2 separate regions of the Rattus norvegicus genome follow, and region 1 is linked to region 2. Evidence: chromatin contacts called from public Hi-C data. All regions are on one chromosome and are shown on one strand. The core of a region is the stretch at or near the end of the contact, and the rest is flanking DNA. Distances in the headings are between cores, read along the strand shown. Region 1 overlaps Kifc3 (kinesin family member C3). Region 2 holds the start of Cfap20 (cilia and flagella associated protein 20).

Region 1 (5,101 bases), core at 1,013-3,512, 290 kb after region 2:
CACTGTTCCCCTCACGGCCGTCGTGTAGAACTGTCCATTCCCTTCACCACTGCATCATGTTCTACCTAAGATCCCCCCTATAAACTGTAGCTGGGCTGCATGTGTGCTCGTAGCACCAAGCACTTGGCCGGCTCACCCCATCACCACCGAATGACGATGATGGTGATGACGGCGGTGATGGTCAAATCCTCGTCTGCCCTGTGTGTTATCTCTAACCACAGTGTGCTCTTTTGACGTCCAAGTCATGACGTTGGTCTCACGATTGTGTGTACGTGTGGGTGTGGGGGCAGCACAGTGTCCCTGTGCAGGTTAGAGAACAACTTGCGAGAGTCAGCCCTCCTCCTGCGTAGGTTCCGGGATGGGAACTCGGGCATCAGGCGCCTTCTCGCACCAAGCCATTCCGCCGGCCCACATTAGTTTGTTAGTTTAGGAGCTCACTATTTAGCCCCATCTGGCCTCAGACACAGAGCTCTGCCAGCTCGGTCTCCTAAGTGCTGGGATTAAAGGCATGTGCATTAGTTGGGCGTGCATGGATGCTTGCCCACGTATATGTATACGCACATGTGTATACCTGGTGCCTGCTGCCTGAGGACGCCAGAAGAAGGAATCAGATCCTTGTAGATACCACGTGGATGCTGGGAAATGATCCGAGGTTCTCTACAGACTGTCAGCGAATCTTCTGATGCGTGTGTAGAACTAGTTACCAACATGAATTCCAGCGTGGGTACTGGGAACTGGACCCGGGTACCAAGGCAGCAAGTGCTCTAATCCGCTGATAAGTGATCCGCTGAGCGCCATCTCTCCAGTGCCTGCATTAGTGTATCTTTTAAAAGATTTATTTTTACCTGTATGGGTATTTGCATATGTCTGGGCACTGCGGGTATGTCTGCTGCCTATAGAGGACAGAAGAGGGCATCAGATCGGCTCAGACGAGAGTTACGGTCACAAGCCACCATCTGGGTCCTGGGAATTGGACCTGGGTCCCCCCGGAAGGGCAACCAGTGCTCTCAACTGCTGAGTGGTCTCTTCAGCCTCCCGTATTAGTATTTAATATGTGTGTTTGCTGAACGATGTTTGCTGTTGGCCGCTTTGTGCCACTGCATCCTTAGACTGGGCATGGATGCTGAGAAGGGACATACGGGGCAGTAGCCCAGTAGAGGCTCCAGAGAGTCACCAGTGACCTCGCAGGCGTGACTACAAACAGGAGAGCACCAGGCACACAACTTGGGAGCATGAAGTTCCTGGGTTATCTGGGGGTGTTGTCCAGATTCCCCTAAGAGACGGGACTCATGATCCTCTAGTCTTCTTTATATTTTTGAGACAGGGACTCCCTCTGTAGTCTAGGTGATGTGGAGCTCACACCAGATACTCCTGTTCCCACGTGCTGTGGGTTTAGGAATAAACCAGCTTCTGATACACACACACACACACACACACACACACACACACACACACACACACACTCATCCTGCCTTTTCCAAGAGCCAGGATACTCCTGTTCCCACGTGCTGTGGGTTTAGGAATAAACCAGCTTCTGATTCACACACACACACACACACACACACACACACACTCACACACATCCTGCCTTTTCCAAGAGCCAGGAGTAAAGGCAAGTGCCGGTGGTTAGCAGGATGGGTGCTGGGGGAAACGCACACCTTTGAGCCATCCTCTTTCCAGCAGATGGATACAGTCCAGGGCTGCTGCTCTCGGCAGGACCCCAGGGATGATGGTGTTTAAGGGACAGCCTATGTTTCAACATGTCTCTTGGTTCTTGTGAGATTCTTCTGAGGACTGAACTGACCATACTTGTTTCTTTAGTGAAGTCTTCCAGGAGAGTGGGTCTGGTAAGACAACAGTTAAGGAAACCAGAGGGAAGTTAAATCGGGAGGCTGTGGTCATGAGCTGCAGCTCAGATGGGTGGTGGCCCTGTTCTTGAGCTTTGATTATGGGGTATTGGGCTGTGGCTGCTACGGAGGCCTGGGCTCAGCAGTTCTACTGACGCTCCATTCAGAAGCCGTTAGTGACCAGCTTCCAAGTTCATGTCCTTCCGGCCCTGCAGAGCTCTGCCTTATGGGTACGGACGGACGTGTGCCGAAGTGTGCTCCAAGCACAGGGGCAGGACCTGTAGGTCACAGACTCAGTCAGTCCAGCCTTGTTCCAGCCACTAAAGACCGAGTGGTACCTCCAGGACGCTGCAGAAATTCCCAGCCCCCTTTCTGTGCTTCAGCCAGCAGCCCAGAAATAGTAACCTTTGCTCCTGCCTGAAGGCAAATGGAAACTTCCAACTGTCGCCATCCCTGCCACCCCGACCTCCCCCAGCCTGCAGGAGATAGTGTAGCAGTTGGTTGAAGGGCGGGGACAGAATTAAGCTGAGGAGAAATGTCCTAAATACAAGAGATGGAGGGAGGAAGAGGCTGAGGATGTGGCTGACTAGGCACCTGCTGGGCCGATTTTCACTCTTGCGATTCTTTTTCTAAAAGATTTACTTTATCTATGTGAGTACTCTGTCACTGCCTTCAGTCACACCAGAAGAGGTCATCGGATCCCATTACAGATGGTTGTGAGCCATCATGTGGGTGCTGGGAATTGAACTCAGGACCTCTGGAAGAGCAGTCAGTGCTCTTAACCACTGAGCCATCCCTCCAGCCCTTGCAATTCTTTTGATTGGCCTTTTGATGCTCAAAGTTAGAGTGTAGGTCAGAGAAAGTATAAACTGATGGTAGCTATCCGTGCCTCTTTAAGGCACTTGAAGCATGCCTTGCTTGGTGTTGCCTTTGGTTTGCCCACTGGCACTAGAGGGCAGAGATTGATTAGACTGAGAAGGGAGGGAAACAGCTTCAGAGAGGGAGCAGAGTTTGTCTACAGCCACACAGCACACAGATGACATGCTGTCTCTGTGCTTTACCCTCCCTGTACCAAGCATTAAAGAAAAGGTGTGGCGCCTGGCCCTGGGATGTTGTCACAAGCCTTTAGTTCCAGTGGTGACAAGGCAGAGGCAGACAGATCTCTGCAGCTTCCAGACCAGTCAGGGCTACAGCATGAGGCCCTGTAAATAAAATAGAACAAGATTGACACTTGGCTTGAGACAGAAAGGCATTTTCCCAGATGCCCTGTGAACACAAGCACAGCAAAGCCGTGTCTTTAAGGTAAAACAGTCGAGCCTCAGATGGGTCCAGAACGACCTGGAGCCCTTCCTGATCAGATCCTCCTCTGCGGCTGTGACGTTTATCTCGATCCCCCAGGTTTAAGTTGCTCTTGTTTCCGTGTCCGTGGGTCTCTGTGTGCGCACAGCCCCACACCAAGCGCACACACAGACCCCGCTGCCTGTGAGCTCCCAGTTCACCTTTCATCTGTCTTGTGTATTATTACCCTTAAATGGGTTCACGTTCCCCACACCGTCTGGACCCTTGCTTGGCGTCTTTCTCCAAATGAAGTGCCCCACTTTACCCCTCCACTCACCTGCCCCAGCCCAGCCACCTTTGCCTCAGTCCCTTGACCAGGACATGGGGTCGCATTGCCCCTGGATAGCCCCATGGGACACAGCATGCAAGAAGCAGAGTGGCCGTTCTCCTGGTCAGATGGACTCGTGTGTAGCCTCCTGGTTCTGGGAGTGCCATCCTTAGGTGGGAAGCTGTCTACCAAGGTGTCACAGCAGGCGACACTATGACACTATGGGGGAGTGGCCCTAAGACTGCCGTGTGTAGGCAGGACAAGACAGCCACCTGCATTAAGGCTCGTTAGGAGAATGCTGCTCACATGTTGCTGCCCCCTGGAGCCTGAAGGGATAGCACAGACTTTATCTAGGGGACGTAGGTTCTTAGAACCCCTTTTACCGGTGTGGAGACTGACTGTGGTGGCACCCAAGAATAAATTACTGTCATCTTTCTGTAGGATGTTAGTCTGACTTCTCCGGTTTCCAGGCAAGACTCTTTGTCCACACCTCCTTGGTGAAGACAGTGCTTGGGCCCTGGGACCAGAGTGCTCACAACCCCAGGGCAAGGGTCTCTCCTCAGTGCAGTCCCTTCACGAGAGGATTCTGGTTGTGTCTTGGCAGCAGGCCCTGCAGGACAAGGGGTGCGAGAGCAAGAGTCAGGGGACGAAAGAAGACAGACTCCCGAAGAGGCAGGCGCCGGCCCCCAGGCGGGACCGGGAGGCCCCAGAAGCTGGTGGTACCATGAATGTAGAAAAACCAGGTAAAGGAGGTCAGCCCCACTGTCTGACACGCTCTGGCTGAGCGAGTGCAGGAGGGAGAACTCTGTCCCACAGCTGGAAGTGGCTCAGCCAGGCTGGCCACCTGACATGAACCTGAGACTCCGACCAGCCTCGTCCAGATCCATGGACAGCCATGTGTCTGTCCTCTTTCTTGTCCTGCCCCTTGTCCCAGGGCCACCAGGGCCCCACCCAGTGATAAGACTTTGGCCAGTGGAGGTTGGGTTGGATTTCCCTTCTTTTTGTCTTTTCCCAGTACCTACCTAAAGCAGGGCCCAGGAGCAGCCTCGCAGACGCCACCAGTTCCTTCAGCAAAGGCCTGGCTCTGTTCCGGTCAGAGGATCCAGAGGTCAGGGACTCGTTTCCCTCCCTCCAGGCAGAGAAAACTAAGCCTGCAGTTCCATTATCCCCTGACCACTAGGGCACCTAGAACTAACTGGTTTTCAAAGGTTCTCCAGGTTCCTTTGCTGTCTTCTGGGTTTTCAGCAGAAAGTACTGGCCAGTGAACACAGGGAGAGAACATCTTAGGGAGCCTCGGGGCAAGGCCAGGAGTACTGGGGAGAGGTGCTGTTTTCTCAGAGTCTGTGTGTCTGAACTTGCTGGGGTTGCTGGAGGAGGTCCCTCCCTCCTCTGAATCTGAACCAGTGCCTGTTGTGTACAAGCCCTGGTCCATCTAGATTCAGGGCAGGCATAGGGTGTGTAAGCAATGGGCAGTCAGGTTTTCAAAATGGCTACCATCTGGCCAGCTAGGTGGGGTAAGCCCAGAGGAAGGAAGGCTAGGTCCTCCTAGCTCAGGCATAGCACCTGAGCTCTGGGCCCTGTCGTGGTCCATGCCTCTAGAAACTGACCTGTCAGGTGGTAGCTTCCTCAGCAGGGGCTTGTCCTGCTC
Region 2 (5,654 bases), core at 2,450-4,949:
CAAGAATGTGCTTTCTTTTTAATCCCAGGTGTGGGATATGGGGCCGTTTCAGACTGTCCACAGCAGTTGACTATGATTTGCCTCTTGCTCTAGCAGAGGCGTTGTTTTGTCTGCTGCAGATAGAATTCTGGGAGATTTTTCAGAGGCTATATAAATGCTACGGCCCAAAGAGGCAGGGTTGGTGGTTGGTGATTGGTTGCTAGTAGTTACGCTTAAAGAAGAAACAAAAGAAAAAAGAAATTAGATTCAGAGTCCTTCATCCTTCTTTATCTCCTCTCTAGTCATAGGGGGTGAAACCAAGAGCAGGGGGATAGAGGGTGGGGGGAAAAAGAATGCACAAAATAACAAAGACCTGTTACAAACTAGCTTTGGAAAAATAGAAAATGTTTGCCCTGTTAGATATATCAAGGTACACCACAACACTGACATAAATGTAGTCTGTATCGGTATAAGCACTGCTTTCTTTTTCCCTTTGGATTTTTCAAGGCAAGGTTTCTCTGTAACCCTAGCTGTCTTGGAACTCACTGTGTAGAACAGGTAGGCCTCAAAGTCAGAAAGCCATCTGCCTCTGCCTCTCTGCGCCTCTGCCTCTCTCTCTGCCTCTCTCTGCCTCTGCCTCTCTCTCTGCCTCTCTCTGCCTCTCTGCCTCTCTGCCTCTCTACCTCTCTACCTCTCTGCCTCTGCCTCTCTCTCTGCCTCTCTCTGCCTCTGCCTCTCTCTCTGCCTCTCTCTGCCTCTCTGCCTCTCTGCCTCTCTACCTCTCTACCTCTCTGCCTCTGCCTCTCTCTCTGCCTCTCTGCCTCTCTGCCTCTCTGCCTCTGCCTCTGCCTCTGTTTCCTCTGCCTCTGTTTCCTCTGCCTCCTCTGCCCCTTGAGTGCTGGGATTAAAGGCCTGCAACTGGCGTTTTGTATAAGCACTTTGAACAGGAGACTAGAAGAGAGAGCTCAGAAAGAGACAGGTGTAAATATGGAAACTTATTATACACAAAAGTGGTCTTGAAAACCACTGAGAAAAGGAGGTCTCGGACGTGCCACTGACAGAAATGGGTGGCCTACATAGGAAAGCAAAGCTGTCAACGCCACTCAGCAGCAGATGCTTCTGAGGTGAATGCTAGGCCTCACAAACCAATAAAGGATGAAGAGCCTCAGTGGAGACGTGGGTAAAAAACACAAACGAGCAATTAAAAAATAAAGTCTCTGTGTGTGTGAGAGGAGGGATGTGTGTGTGTAGGAAGCTCAGAGAACAAATTGAGGCAGTCACTCATCTATCCTGTGGGTCAGATCCTCAGGCTTCGTGACAGGTGTCTTTACCAACGAATCCCTCTTGCCCACCCCAAATAAAAGCAATTACACACCTGCGAAGAGGGGCGGGAGAGACGGCTCCGCGGTTAAGAGCACTGGGGGAGGGTGCACAGACATCCATGCAGGGAGAGACATCCCCATACACATATAATAAAAACATAGAAGTGACTTTAAATTAATTTTAAATGCCTATGAAAAGATGAGCCAGCCTAATAGTAGTCAGAAAGTGAAAAAAATAAGCCAAAACAACATGTACATAGTTCAGACCTGCAAATTTTAGAAAGCAGACTAATGGTTGTCACTATACGCATTGTCTGTGGGAACGTCAATGGCTACATGATTTGCAAGAGCCATTCGGTCCAACTGGACCGTGTTTATTCCTATCTAGTAACTCTGGAGCAGACACACAAGCCAAAGAAGTTCTCATCCGGGTTTTTAAGGGGAAGATGTATAAAGATGGCCATTCCTGGGGGAGGGGAGAGATAAATGCAGATGCCTGGCTGGGAGGACAGTGATGGATTCCACACGCACTGGTCCAGAGGATGGATCTTAGCAACCACAGCCTCTGAGGCTGTCTGCACACATTAATATGTGATGGGATGAGGGCAGATTAAGGAGGACTGGGCAGGTAGCCATGGGGACAATATACAGAGGCATACAATTATTTCTGAATGGTGATATTATGAGTGACTGTAATGTTACTTTTTATAGCTTCCTCAATAATCTGTATTACATTAATCAGAAAAAAAAAGCCATGAGACAGGGTTCAGAACCTCCTGAGGAGTTCAGTTATTACCTTAATTATTTATTAGTCATTCCGTTTTCTATTTCCAGACTTAGTACTGGTGAATTATTTCTAGAAATAACTTACTTTTTCTAAGATATCAAGTGGTTAATTATATGCAACATTTAAATCACCATAGAAACTCATACGCCATCATTTCTTTCTTATGTTGAATCGTTTTCCTCCTGAGGATATTCTGAACAACTTAAAAACAAGTTATAAATTATTCACTTGGCTTAGAGTACATAAAGAATCTCCAGATATCATGCAAAAATAAATTCCATATAACAAGTTTCATTTTTATACAGTAATAGATTCACATATTTTTCACGATATCTAGAAATTCTGGCTGGAGTACTCAAAGTTCTGGTGTGAGGGTTGAGTGAGTTAATGCAAGGTAAGGCGCTGCCTATACCTGTCACACAGTAAACGTGTAAACTTTGCAACTATGATCGTTAAAATTGCTAAAGTGATTGCCTTTGCTTCAAACTCTTTAAAACGAATCAGCTGGGGTTGGGGAATTTAGCTCAGTGGTAGAGCACTTGCCTAGCAAGCGCAAGGCCCTGGGTCCCCAGCTCCGAAAAAAAAAAGAAAAAAACCAACCAACCAACCAACCAAACAAACAAACAAACAAACAAAAAACCCGAATCAGCTATTGGTTCAACTGGACCAGTCCAATTGTGTTTAATTTTTATTAATTTTCGCTTATATCTTTTTTTTTAAAGATTTATTTATTTATTATATATAAGTACACTGTAGCTGTCTTCAGATACACCAGAAGAGGGCATCGGATCTCTTTACAGATGGTTGTGAGCCACCATGTGGTTGCTGGGAATTGAACTCATAACCTCTGGAAGAGCAGTCGGGTGCTCTTAACCGCTGAGCCATCTCTCCAGCCCAATTTTCGCTTATATCTTAATGTTCAGGCTTTCTTGTTTTCGGATCAATGCATTTAAAGAGATGTTTTCCCCAGGGTATTGCTTTCACATCGTCTCACTCACCGTGACTTGATAACTAAAGATGATGATGTAAATAGGGCACTCAATACTGATTCATTAGCTTACACATTCTTCTGTCTCCTGTTCTCCTGGGCCAACCCACATTTGTTTTTTGAGACAGGGTGTCTCCGAGTCCTGGCTGTCCTGGAGTTAGTTATGTACTCCAGGCTGGCCTCAAATACAGAGAACTTTCTGCCTCTGCTGGGATTAAATCCGGTGCTAGGATTAAAGTCTGGCATCAACACACCGAGGGTAATGCTTATCTGTACTTGGCACAAAGCCACCTTCCTTACTCTTCCCGCCCTTCAGGGGAGGTGTCTGGCGTGACTCCACCCCTCCACACGCCTCCCGGTTCCCATGACACCACGCAGGCACTGTAAACACGTGCGGTAACTTCTTACGTCTCCTTCCGCTGTTCTGAAGCAAGTCTCGGCTGCAGTGGGGAGGGGCGGGGAATAGTCCCTTGGCAACCGAGTTCCGCTCCGGAGGGGGCAGGAAGGGGCGGGCCTAAGGGCGGAAGGAACCGGAAACCGCTCTTTCTGCGGTAGGACTGGGTGATGCGCCTCCGGGAGGCGGGCCCAGGCGTGCGGAGGGATCCGTGGCTGGCCGCGGCGGCGCTCCGCCTCCTCTCAGGCAGGCTTGGCGGCGCGGGCGGCAGTTGCTGTGGTTTCGGTGCTGAGGTGGCTGTGTGTTCACCGAGGCTTGCGGATCCGCCGCTTCCCGCCGTCAGTGGCTGCAGCTCAGTGTCCTTCCTTCGGACCGGCGGCACCCTCTCTCTTTCGCCGTTCGGTTCCGATTTCCAGTCCCGGGCCTAGGGCGGCTGCGGGGCCGCGGCTGGCGAGATGTTCAAGAACACGTTCCAGAGCGGCTTCCTCTCCATCCTCTACAGCATCGGCAGCAAGCCCCTGCAGATCTGGGACAAAAAGGTGAGCGATGGGGCGGGGTGTGGGCGGGGCACTCGCCGCCCACGAAATGGTGTGGCTACTGAGCCTCGGCTTCCTGGTCAGTAGAATGGGTGCAGGGTCCACAGCCTAGCTTGAAACGCATAGTCCTTTGATGAAAGACATGCATGTGTTCGCTGATACCAGGCATTGTGCTGCCCTCTAGACAGAGGGCCTCTTTCCCGGGCATCCTGAGCACCGGCCAAGCCAGAGGTGTTCCGGTCTCATTCATTAGCCCCCTCCATTTCATTGACCGCCGATAGCCTGACCTTTGGAACTTGGCTGCGAGCTTTCTTTAACTTAGAGTCCGTACTGTTCCTCCTGTACCGGCTTTCTCCGAAAACTGCACAAAGGTGATTGTTAGAGGCTTCTCAAGAGCCGCAAGTGCAGACCCAGTGTCAAGCCTCCGTATTTTTATCTAGCCGTCCTCTGGAATGGATGGTATCTTCGTTTGCCACATGAGATGGTGGCCTTCCCTGCTCACTTTTGGAGATGTTAAGAGCTAGCAGAAATGCCTTGGCGTTTCTTTTCTCGTGAAGATTCGTTTTTTTTTTTTTTTAAATACAAAGTGGGCACTCTAATGCGGAAGCCAGGTGATTTAGGGAGTAGCTTTAGTTCTGCCCTCGGCGGGGGAAGATGGAGAGAGGTGGTGTTCATAGAGATGTATATAGAATGGGTGGAATAAGTCAAGATTATTGTTAGTGGAACGAGAACAATGCAGTGTCTTTCCTAATTCACAGAGGAGGGCTTTGAGGCGCATAGTGGTTGACAGAGTACCTGACTTGCCTTCAGCTTGTCACTGCTAGAGAGTCGTGTGTTCTGAGGACAGTTTTGAGAGAAGCCTGTTGGAAGTATCGTGTCATTTGGCCAAGTCAGTTGAGAGCTCAACAAGATCTGGCCTTTGGTACGTGAGCAGTCTGACCAACTCTTTCAGATCCATAGCCAGAGTTATGTCAAGAGTATGGCGTAGGAAGCAGACCCTTAACTTCCCCCATTCTCCTGAGTGTTTATTCATTTTGAAATGAAGCATCAGGAGTTCTTAAATCAGACCTCTGCACCGAGAACCCAGAGCAAGTCCACCTGGCAGTGTTTGGAGGAGGATGCTCACCAGCTTGGTATCTGGACAGTTACGATGGGAGAGAAGTGTCGAAGCTTCTCTCAGAGGCATTCATTTCCCCCCTGGTTTTGATCTGAGATGTGGTTTATTTTTTTTTTTCAAGCCCGACTTTTTGACTGGTCACCATGTTTACACATGGCAGAGAAAGCAGAGTAACCATGGTGCGCTCGCTGTGTCCCTTAACAACGCCTCTAAAGGGCCAATGGTACCCTGATGACATAAACACGTAAGAAACATTGTTGGAGCAGAGTTACATGGAGCAAATTAAACAGACATTTTGGAAAGAAATTAGTTATGTTTCCAACTCTTGTTTGGATTTGACAGACTTAGCATTTAAGGGAGAGGTTTTCTCCAGTTGAAGCAAGAGGAGGCAAGGATGGAGGGGAAGTTCGGCCTCCAGGTTAGCTTTGCTGTGTTCAGGCCTTTCCTGAGTTAAGTTATGAAGTTCCCAGTAACTGGGAACAGTCCAGTCAAGGAGACCCTGGGAACTGGTCATGTTTATCGATCATGTTT

Evidence for each region. A called contact is a pair of places that touch in the nucleus more often than the background predicts.
Region 1: a contact with region 2 is called in a Hi-C map of liver, with 1.9 times the contacts expected there. The contact joins the enhancer-like site here to the promoter of Cfap20 in region 2. A contact is called at or near these places in 1 of 12 Hi-C or Micro-C datasets (liver) and 1 of 1 datasets of contacts at active chromatin or transcription factors (oligodendrocytes).

Annotation. Positions count from the first base shown.
Region 1 is chr19:9,901,314-9,906,414 of GRCr8, forward strand. It overlaps Kifc3 (kinesin family member C3), which reads left to right. Exons shown (of 21, transcript NM_001401191.1): 4 at 4,058-4,196. Among named protein-coding and RNA genes, the nearest start is that of Katnb1, 43 kb to the right of the region's middle. Within about 2 kb of position 2,263, at least 4 of the 93 cell types and tissues checked have an H3K27ac peak or open chromatin away from gene starts, as enhancers often do. A contact at or near this core is called in liver, where this site is marked.
Region 2 is chr19:9,611,279-9,616,932 of GRCr8, forward strand. Cfap20 (cilia and flagella associated protein 20) reads left to right here and starts at 3,700. Exons shown (of 6, transcript NM_001399181.1): 1 at 3,700-4,009. The coding sequence starts at 3,926.